Regions from separate parts of the Pan troglodytes genome. Here region 1 is linked to region 2. The links are chromatin contacts, called in public Hi-C maps. All regions are on one chromosome and are shown on one strand. The core of a region is the stretch at or near the end of the contact, and the rest is flanking DNA. Distances in the headings are between cores, read along the strand shown. Region 1 overlaps XXYLT1 (xyloside xylosyltransferase 1). Region 2 overlaps XXYLT1 (xyloside xylosyltransferase 1).

Region 1 (4,303 bases), core at 1,056-3,555, 150 kb after region 2:
CCTCATCTCTAAGGTGGGCAGGTCACATGCTACCCACGTATCATGGGTGTATATCCTCCAAGCTCCCTGCCCCCCAGCCAGCCTCTCCATCCTCACAAAGCAGCCCCGGCACACCCACAATCCTCGACCCTGTGTCTTCCTACCCCCTAGACAGCAGGAGGCCAAGGGTGCCCTAAGCAAAGCCTGCACTATGCCTGATCTTGTGCAGGTTTTTCAGACTGACAAATCCACCTGCTGAGCCTATGAAGCCCCTGCAGAATCCCACGCTGACCAGGACTCAGGGAGCCTGGCCACCTGAGTGGTCACACAGAGGTCACATCCTGGGCTGCTGTGATGCTCTGGCAAAAGCAGGGCCACCTCACAGCCTTCAGTGAGGCAACAGCCACAGAGGGTGAGGCCAGAGACCCCACTCAGGGGGACAGCGTGGCATCCAGGCATAGGAGCAGGCTCTGGGAGTATGTGGGGCTATGTGGATCCATGAGCGTCTCCCCAGAGGCCCGGCCTTTTTAAGTCATTTACAGCTTACACTTGGCTGATGCCCAAAAATGACTATAAACAGTTAGTGTGTGCAATCAGACCAAGAAAACAAATCAAAAACCAGTAAGAGGGAAACAAAACATCAAAATTTCACCAGAAATTGTGTAATTGTGCACCATTTACTATAAACAAATTTGGATTGGAACCTTCGAGAAACTAAGGAACGTTCATAGAGGCGATTCTGTCATCTACACAAGACTACAAAGGCTTCGTCATCCTGACAAGCCGCAGCTCCCACTCCAGAGCACAGGCCGGCTAGCACTGCAGAGCCTCTGTCCAGGGCCAGGTAGGGCTAGGGCCCCTGGGGAAGGGATGTGATGAAGATGAGCCTCTTCCTTCCAGCAGGAAAGAGAAAGTGTGGATGCCCCTGAACATCAAATAAGGCTAAGGTGTCCTGTGCTTTCAGAGAGAGGCAAACAATATATTGCCAAGAGGTAGGGGAGGGAGGAGTGTCAGAGAAGAAAAAAACACCGTAGTTTGGAGAATTGAAGACTTGCAAGAACACGGGGACACCGGAAATAAACCTGGGCAGAAAGCTGTTTTGCAAGCTAGCTGCACTGCCCTCCAACTGAATCAACGGTATCAGCATGGTGAATAAACAGGTATGTGCTTTCTAGAGTGATAACAGCAGGGTGTCCGTTCCCAACACACCTATTCCGGTACCATTATTAGCAGCCACCGTTGACCAAGCACCTGCCATGTGCCAGGCTGTGAGCTGTCTCATTTCATCTGTTATCTGAGCAGCACACCTGTGCCATCCCCAGGCCTGCCTGAGCAGGGCCGCAGGGGCCAGCCTCTGGGAGACTAGTCCCACTAGCAGAGGATGGCTTAATCGGGGCTGCTTAACAGTCATCGCCCTAATAAATAAAACAAATGGCCTTAATTTAAAACACAGTAACTTAACAGCAGGCTTTCTGTCAGCTGATGAGGCCTGGCTCCATGCTCAGAACAGGCAAGTAGTTAGAGTGGCCTCTCAGAGTCAGAGCCGTGAAGTCAAGGTCCCTGTGGCTTGCGGGTAAGGCATGGGACATGAAGTTGCCCTGGCCATCTTGACTTGTCTTCCACAACCCACACGACGGTGTGAGTGGTCCCAGGGCGAAAGATAAGAGCCCTGGATGGGAAGGGTGTGAGGAAGGGCAGCAGGGAGGCCTTCGGGCCCTGCCAGGCGGCCCTTCCAGCAAGCAGGCAGCCGGGCTCCTCCTCCCAGGGAGAGGCCTCCCGCCCCAGGTACAGGCCTGGGAAGCCCTCATCTCACCGCGAGGACAGTCGCGTGGGACAGGCCTGTAAGGTGGCATCCGAGTCCCTCCCGCAATTAAGGACGCCGGGCTCCAGGCCAGCGCCAGGGACAGACCCAGCACCAGGGCGCCCCCCGGAGCCGGCCTCTGGCAGCCTCGGGTCTTTTGCCAAATTCCCCACCAGCGCCAGGATACCGAGGGGCCACCCCCACCACGCGGCTCCAACAGACACGTTTCCCACACTGGCTGCGGCGGCCCGCCGGGCGTGACGGGGACCAGGCGGACTGGAAAGGATGTGGCTGGGGCCCCGGGGAGGACCAGGCAGGAGCGACGGGCCTCCCCACGCAGCCTCCCTCCGACCGTGCTGCCGCATCGCCCGTCCCAGCGGCTCGGCCCCGCCTTGTACAAAGGGCTCATCAAAGCCGGTTTACCAGCGGCCCAGGAAGGAAATGACCGCCCGCCGCAGCCCCGCCGACTGCCTTTCAGTTCAGTGCTTTCGAAACAACAAGGGCGGGCGGGGCTAGAGGAGGAAAAAAAACACCCCGCGGGAGCCTCAGGCTTGGGGGCTGCAGCCGTGCGCACCTCGCAGGCCGGGGGTCGGGCGCGCAGACGCGGTGCAGCGGCGCCCCCAAGCGGCCGCGCGGGGCACTGCACTCGGCCCGTGTGTCGGCCCCGGGCGGGGGAGGGACCGCGCCGCGGAGGAGGGGCCAGCCCCGCCCAACGCCCGACGCCCGCGGCCCCTCCTCTCCAGACGGGGGGCCCCCTGCTGACCGCAGCCGCGGAGCCTCCAGCGCACATCCCGGAGCACAGGACAAAACCTGTGCCTGCACCGGAGCCCCCATCCAGCTCCCGCAACACTGACCCCCCTGGGCAGCCTCGGGCACGGGGCTCCAGCCCCGGACACCGCGCGGATTCTGCCTCCCGGAGGTCGGACTGCATCCTCCCGTCCCGGGCGAGGCACATCCAGGAGGAGACAGGGAGGCGGAGCCCCCTAGGATAGGTGAAGACGACAGGCCCTGCCACCTTCACTGTGGGTGTTAGGGTGGGCTGCCTCTCAACCGACCCTTCCGAAAAAGACGGGGCTGCTGCTAACACCTCCCTCAAACAGCAGAGGAGGTGCCTGGGCCGCTTCTAAAGGCAGCTCGCTGTGGCACTCAGTCACTGCCCCTTTCTGGCCCAGGGTATCAGCTGGACGGGGGACACTGCGCCCAGAGCTTCCTTCCTGTTCCGATGTTTGGTGAACCTGCAGCGCTCCCTGAAGCAGATGAGAGGGAAGCTGCACTCCCAGAAAGCGCAGTTTTGGTTCATATTGAATGGATTTATTGGGGGTGTCATCGGCAGGCGGATGACAGATTGTGAGGTGGGCTACAGCCCTGCCCTCATCCCCACACCCACAGCCCCTTGGCAGAGCTGCTAGCGGGGTCCTGAAGTGCCTCCTGCTGCTCTGGGAGCTCCGTAAGCCACCTGCTCTCAGCCTCAGGGATGCCACACCTCTTTCCCCAGCCTCAGCCATGCTCAAGTGAGGCGTCTGCACTTTTATACATTCTAAAGGCCTGAACAGGCCGGGCGCGGTGGCTCACGCCTGTAATCCCAGCATTTTGGGAGGCGGAGGCGGGCGGATCACCTGAGGTCAGGAGTTCGAGCCCAGCCTGGCCAACATGGTGAAACCCTGTCTCTACTAAAAATACAAGAATTAGCCGGGCACGGTGGCGCACGCCTGTGTAATCCCAGCTACTCGGGAGCTGAGGCAGGAGAATCCCTTGAACCCGGGACATGGGACATGGAGGTTGCAGTAAGCTGAGATCACACCACTGCACTCTGGCCTGGGGGACACACAGCAAGACTCCATCTTAAAAAGAAAAGAAAAAGAAAATTAAAGAAAAGAAAAGAAAAAGGGGAGGGGAGGGGAACAAATGTTGCTACTATTATTCTCCTCATCAAGACTTCATACTGGTAAACATCCCCTTGCTGACTTCAGGCACATCAGTGTACACGTCAGAAATTTCCAAACCATGTCCTCGGAATATGCCCATTTCTAGCGATGATGTAACACCTTACAGGGTAAGGAGGGGAAAGTCAAGGTAACTGTTTTTTGGGTTTTTTTTAAATAAAATGCATTTTGGTAAATATATTTTAAAAATACCAAATACATGTATGTAATTGTCCTTAGCAACATGTAATCGTCTCATTATTTGTCATTAGCGAAATGCAGACCAAAACTAAAATGAGATATCACTTCACACCCACTAGAATAGCTGTAATTGAAAAGATGGATGATTACAAGTGCTGGTGAGGATGTGGAGAAATCAGGACCTCCATACACTGCTGGTGGGAATGTAAAATGGTATAGCTACTGAGTTTGGCAGTTCCTCAAAAGGTTAAACAGAGTTAACCATTCCACTGCTAGGTTATACCCCAGTGATGTGAAAACATATGTCCACACAAAAACTTCTAAGTAAGTGTTCACAGCAGCATTATTCATAATAGCCTCAAAGCGGAAACAACCCAAATGTCCATCAACTGATGAATGG
Region 2 (4,575 bases), core at 386-2,885:
AAAACCCTCTTCTGTCTGGTCTGTGGAATATCAGTTTGCAGTCCCTTTCCCAGTGTCTACAGTTAGAATAAACCATTTGGTTCTTTGATTCGCAAGTCTAGCTACAAGCCAGAATCACTTTGGGTACATGGTCAAAACGCAGCTTTGGAGACCAAGAGTATTGGGATGCCTGGGACAAGGCCTGAGAGCCTGTCTTTTGAGGTGCCCTGGGGATAGCAGTGTGGCTGCGCCACATTTGGAAACCACTGGCTGGTTTGTATTTCATCCATATAACCAACTGCTCACTAGTGTTTCACACCTCCAGTTCATAACGGTCAAATACTATCACAAGAATGATCGAATGATAAAACCACAAAATATGCTGACCCCATGGATAGGAAAGAGGTGAATGTCAAGGGGACCTGGGACACAACCAAGTGTGTGAAAGTGTGTCTTATCTAAATGGTTTATGAAAAATTAAAACTCTATAATATATAAGCATATGTTTTAACAGATGAATTTTCCCTCTACTAAATCTTTGAGTAAAACTGACTCTTCGGGAAGATGCAGTAAGCTTTGATCCTGTGACTGGAGAGTACAGCTGTCCCCAGGATATTCACCAAAGTTTAAGAGAAACAGACATATCTACACACCGTATCATCATCTCGTCTGACTTACGCCCAAAGGCAAAGGGCCACGTGAAGTCCACAGCAGGACTCAAGTGCAAAGTCAACAGACTTTTATTTAAACTTCTGTTCAAAGGTATGTGAGTGTTGAAAGTGTGTCAGATGGTGGAGAAAATGACATAACAGGAAATTGTCGTTTAACAACAGAGTCCATCCCTGAATGCTGCAGCCAAGTCTGCGCCTCCGCGTCCACTCACGGGGCCACCGAGCAGTGATTTGGAGACCTGTTTCAACTATCAGCGGGGGCCAAGGGATCCCTGAGCCAGATCTACACCGTGGCAGAGCCCCCCGGGTCATTTTCCCACTGTCGGTGAAACTGTGAGGAAACCATGGTATTATTCCCGGCCTCCCTGCGCTTCCCTCTCTCCTTTCCTGGTGACGTTTCCAGCTGTCACCAGCATTCCATGGCATACTTCTTATTCCCCACCTTCCCTTACTCTCATATCATCACTTCTTAGTAAGCCTAAAGCCTTCCCCTTTCCTGTATTATTTACTTCTGATTAATTTCGGCAGCATTTCACCGACGCGTAGCATTTAACTATTGACTTGAACACCATAGGTATTGCTTCTTATGGAAAAAGAATACTTTAAATTAAACGTGGTCTCTTTATGCTAAAGTGCCCAATTTGTTATGAATAATAAAGTTACCAATCGATAAAGTTACTTTCTATGATCACTCTGAAAAAAACAATAAAACCTCTTTGTGGAAGCCCAATACACTGCCATTCTGTCATTCACTAGTGTTCTCGACGGAGAGGCGCTCTTGCTGCGCTGTGTCGTTTTTGATGGAGAGATGCTCTTGTTGTGTTTTTGATGGAGAGATGCTCTTGCTCCGCACTCCCACCTAACCCTCACCCCCAACCCCCTGAAAGGTTCTGGCCCCAGCACGGCCCCGCACACACCCTGTCTCACTGGACTTGCCCCTTGCCTTCTCCCGGGCCTCAAGGCGGTGTCTACGCCGGGCTCGCTGGAACCTTCCAGGGCTCGGTGATTCTGGGCTGCGGTGGGAGGGCCCTGAGTTCTCAGACCCGCGTGCAGATCCGGCCGCGACACAGGCGAGACCCCTGCTGGCGAGGCGCGGAACTGCAGGCACGCCGCGGCAGGGAGGGCCGCAGAGCGGGAGGGGCCTGGGGCGCCCCCAGCAAAGAAGCTGGGGTGGGGGGCTGGCCACCCATCAGGTCGTCAGGAGCCAAGTCCTCTTCCACACTTCTTTCACCACTGTCTTCAGCTGCCACCTCTGCCTGCCTCAGGACCATCAAGCTGTCTGGCTTCCGTCCTAAGACCCTGAGACAGAAAGGAACCCTGGGCACTTACCCTCCCAGGCCAAGGCCAAATTCTCCAAAACACCCCCTAGAGGTGGGGGTGACGGGGGAGGAGAGTAGACACTTGGAGCCCTGGACATCGGGCCAAGCATCCCACAGACGACAGATAAACGGCTCCCGGATGGTAGTACAATCAGAGGCTCCACAGAATCTTTTTCTGTTGGCAACGGGATTAGAAAATAAAAATAAATCCCAGACACACACAGGCACCTGCCCTTTGCCTGGTGGAATGGAGAGCTCTCGTTTTGTTTTGCCCAGAACGACTTTCATTTACAGCTTCACATTTACAGCTTCACTTCAGCAAGACGAAAAGCTGAGTCCAGACGCCCTTCAAAAAGAAGAGACGTGGCCGGGTGCGGTGGCTCACGCCTGGAATCCCAGCACTTTTGGAGGCCGAGGCGGGTGGATCACCTGAGGTCGGGAGTTCGAGACCAGCCTGACCAAGATGGCGAAACCTCGCCTCTACTAAAAATACAAAAATTAGCCGGGCATGGTGGCGGGCGCCTGTAATCCCAGCTACTCAGGAGGCTGAGGGAGGAGAATCGCTTGAACCCAGGAGGTGGAGCTTGCAGTAAGCCAAGATCATGCCACTGCACTCCAGCCTGGGCAACAAGAGCGAAACTCCGTCTCAAAAAAAAAAAAAAAAAGGAAGAAGGAGGAGGAGGAAAAAGGAGGAGGAAGGAGGAAGGAGGAAGGGGAAGGAGGAGGAAGGGGAGGAGGAGGAGGAAAAAGGGGAGAGGAGGAGGGGAGAGAGGAGGAGGGGGAGGAGGAGGGGCAGGAGGGGGAGGAGGAGGAGGGGCAGGAGGGGGAGGAGGAGGAGGGGCAGGAGGGGGAGGAGGAGGAGGGGCAGGAGGGGGAGGAGGAGGAGGGGGAGGAGGAGGAGGGGAGGAGGGGGAGGAGGAGGAGCAGGAGGGGGAGGAGGAGGGGGAGGAGGGGGAGGAGGAGGAGGAGGGGAGGAGGGGGAGGAGGAGGAGCAGGAGGGGGAGGAGGAGGGGGAGGAGGAGGAGGAGGGGAGGAGGGGGAGGAGGAGGGGGAGGAGGAGGGGGAGGAGGAGGGGGAGGAGGGGGAGGAGGAGGGGGAGGAGGGGGAGGAGGGGGAGGGGGAGGAGGGGGAGGGGGAGGAGGGGGAGGGGGAGGAGGGGGAGGGGGAGGAGGGGGAGGAGGGGGAGGAGGGGGAGGGGGAGGAGGGGGAGGAGGGGGAGGGGGGAGGAGCAGGAGGGGGAGGAGGGGGAGGAGGAGGGGGAGGAGGGGGAGGAGGGGGGAGGAGGGGGGAGGGGGAGGAGGGGGGGAGGAGGAGGAGGAGGAGGGGGAGGAGGAGGGGGGAGGAGGGGGGAGGAGGGGGGAGGAGGGGGAGGAGGAGGGGGGGAGGAGGGGGAGGAGGGGGAGGAGGAGGGGGGGAGGAGGGGGAGGAGGAGGGGGAGGAGGAGGGGGAGAAGGGGGAGGAGGAGGGGGAGGAGGGGGAGGAGGGGGAGGAGGGGGAGGGGGAGGAGGGGGAGGAGGGGGAGGGGGAGGAGGGGGAGGAGGGGGAGGGGGGGAGGAGCAGGAGGGGGAGGAGGAGGGGGAGGAGGAGGGGGAGGAGGAGGGGGAGGAGGGGGAGGAGGGGGAGGAGGGGGAGGAGGGGGGAGGGGGAGGAGGGGGGGAGGAGGAGGAGGGGGAGGAGGAGGGGGGAGGAGGGGGGAGGAGGGGGAGGAGGAGGGGGGAGGAGGGGGGGAGGAGGGGGAGGAGGAGGGGGGGAGGAGGGGGAGGAGGAGGGGGGGAGGAGGGGGAGGAGGGGGGGAGGAGGGGGAGGAGGGGGAGGAGGAGGGGGAGGGGGGGAGGAGGGGGAGGAGGAGGGGGGAGGAGGGGGGAGGAGGGGGAGGAGGGGGAGGAGGGGGAGGAGGAGGGGGGGAGGAGGGGGGGAGGGGGGGGAGGAGGGGGGGAGGAGGGGGGGAGGAGGGGGGGGAGGAGGGGGGAGGAGGGGGGGAGGAGGGGGCGGAGGAGGGGGGAGGAGGAGGGGGGAGGAGGAGGGGGGAGGAGGAGGGGGGAGGAGAGCCGCAAGTGCCAGGGGGGCAAACCTAGCAAGAACAGTCAGTATTCTCCGCACTGTGACCCCGTCCTCCCTGCGCTTCCAGCGGGGATCCAGCCCCTCAGTGTTCAGAATCCTCATGGCCTCATGAGGCCATCTTGGTAGAGACACCACCTCGTTTCTTAAATGAGGAAAATGGAGACTCCCACGTGGAGGCATCACCGCCCAGGCCTGCGCACAGTGGGGCCGTTCTTCCAGTCAGCTGCTGGCCAGTGCTGAGGAGGGTCCCTACACACAACACAACCCATTTTATCTGGCCAACACAACTCTGATGCCATTCGGCTCTCATGCAGTTGAACCGTGTCAGATGAGAAGTGGCTGGAAACCTCCCTCTAGCTGTATGCATCTCCCACCACTCCCCACAGGGGTGTCTGGCCTTTCATCTTACAGAGAGACCTAGGTGACCTGCAGAGGCAACCCTGGGTCACCTGAGCTGCAAGTCCCAGTTCTGGGCCTGGCCTGCAATGTTCATATATTCTTCCATCCATTCTTGTTTTTCTTTACTAAACATAACTGCATGTTAC

Evidence for each region. A called contact is a pair of places that touch in the nucleus more often than the background predicts.
Region 1: a contact with region 2 is called in a Hi-C map of stem cell-derived neural progenitor cells, with 5 times the contacts expected there. The contact joins two enhancer-like sites. A contact is called at or near these places in 2 of 7 Hi-C or Micro-C datasets (induced pluripotent stem cells and stem cell-derived neural progenitor cells).

Annotation. Positions count from the first base shown.
Region 1 is chr2:198,444,811-198,449,113 of NHGRI_mPanTro3-v2.0_pri, forward strand. The region is part of intron 1 of XXYLT1 (xyloside xylosyltransferase 1); the gene reads right to left. Among named protein-coding and RNA genes, the nearest start is that of XXYLT1, 11 kb to the right of the region's middle. Within about 2 kb of position 2,306, at least 14 of the 24 cell types and tissues checked have an H3K27ac peak or open chromatin away from gene starts, as enhancers often do. A contact at or near this core is called in stem cell-derived neural progenitor cells, where this site is marked.
Region 2 is chr2:198,294,511-198,299,085 of NHGRI_mPanTro3-v2.0_pri, forward strand. The region is part of intron 3 of XXYLT1 (xyloside xylosyltransferase 1); the gene reads right to left. Among named protein-coding and RNA genes, the nearest start is that of XXYLT1, 160 kb to the right of the region's middle. Within about 2 kb of position 1,636, at least 7 of the 24 cell types and tissues checked have an H3K27ac peak or open chromatin away from gene starts, as enhancers often do. A contact at or near this core is called in stem cell-derived neural progenitor cells, where this site is marked.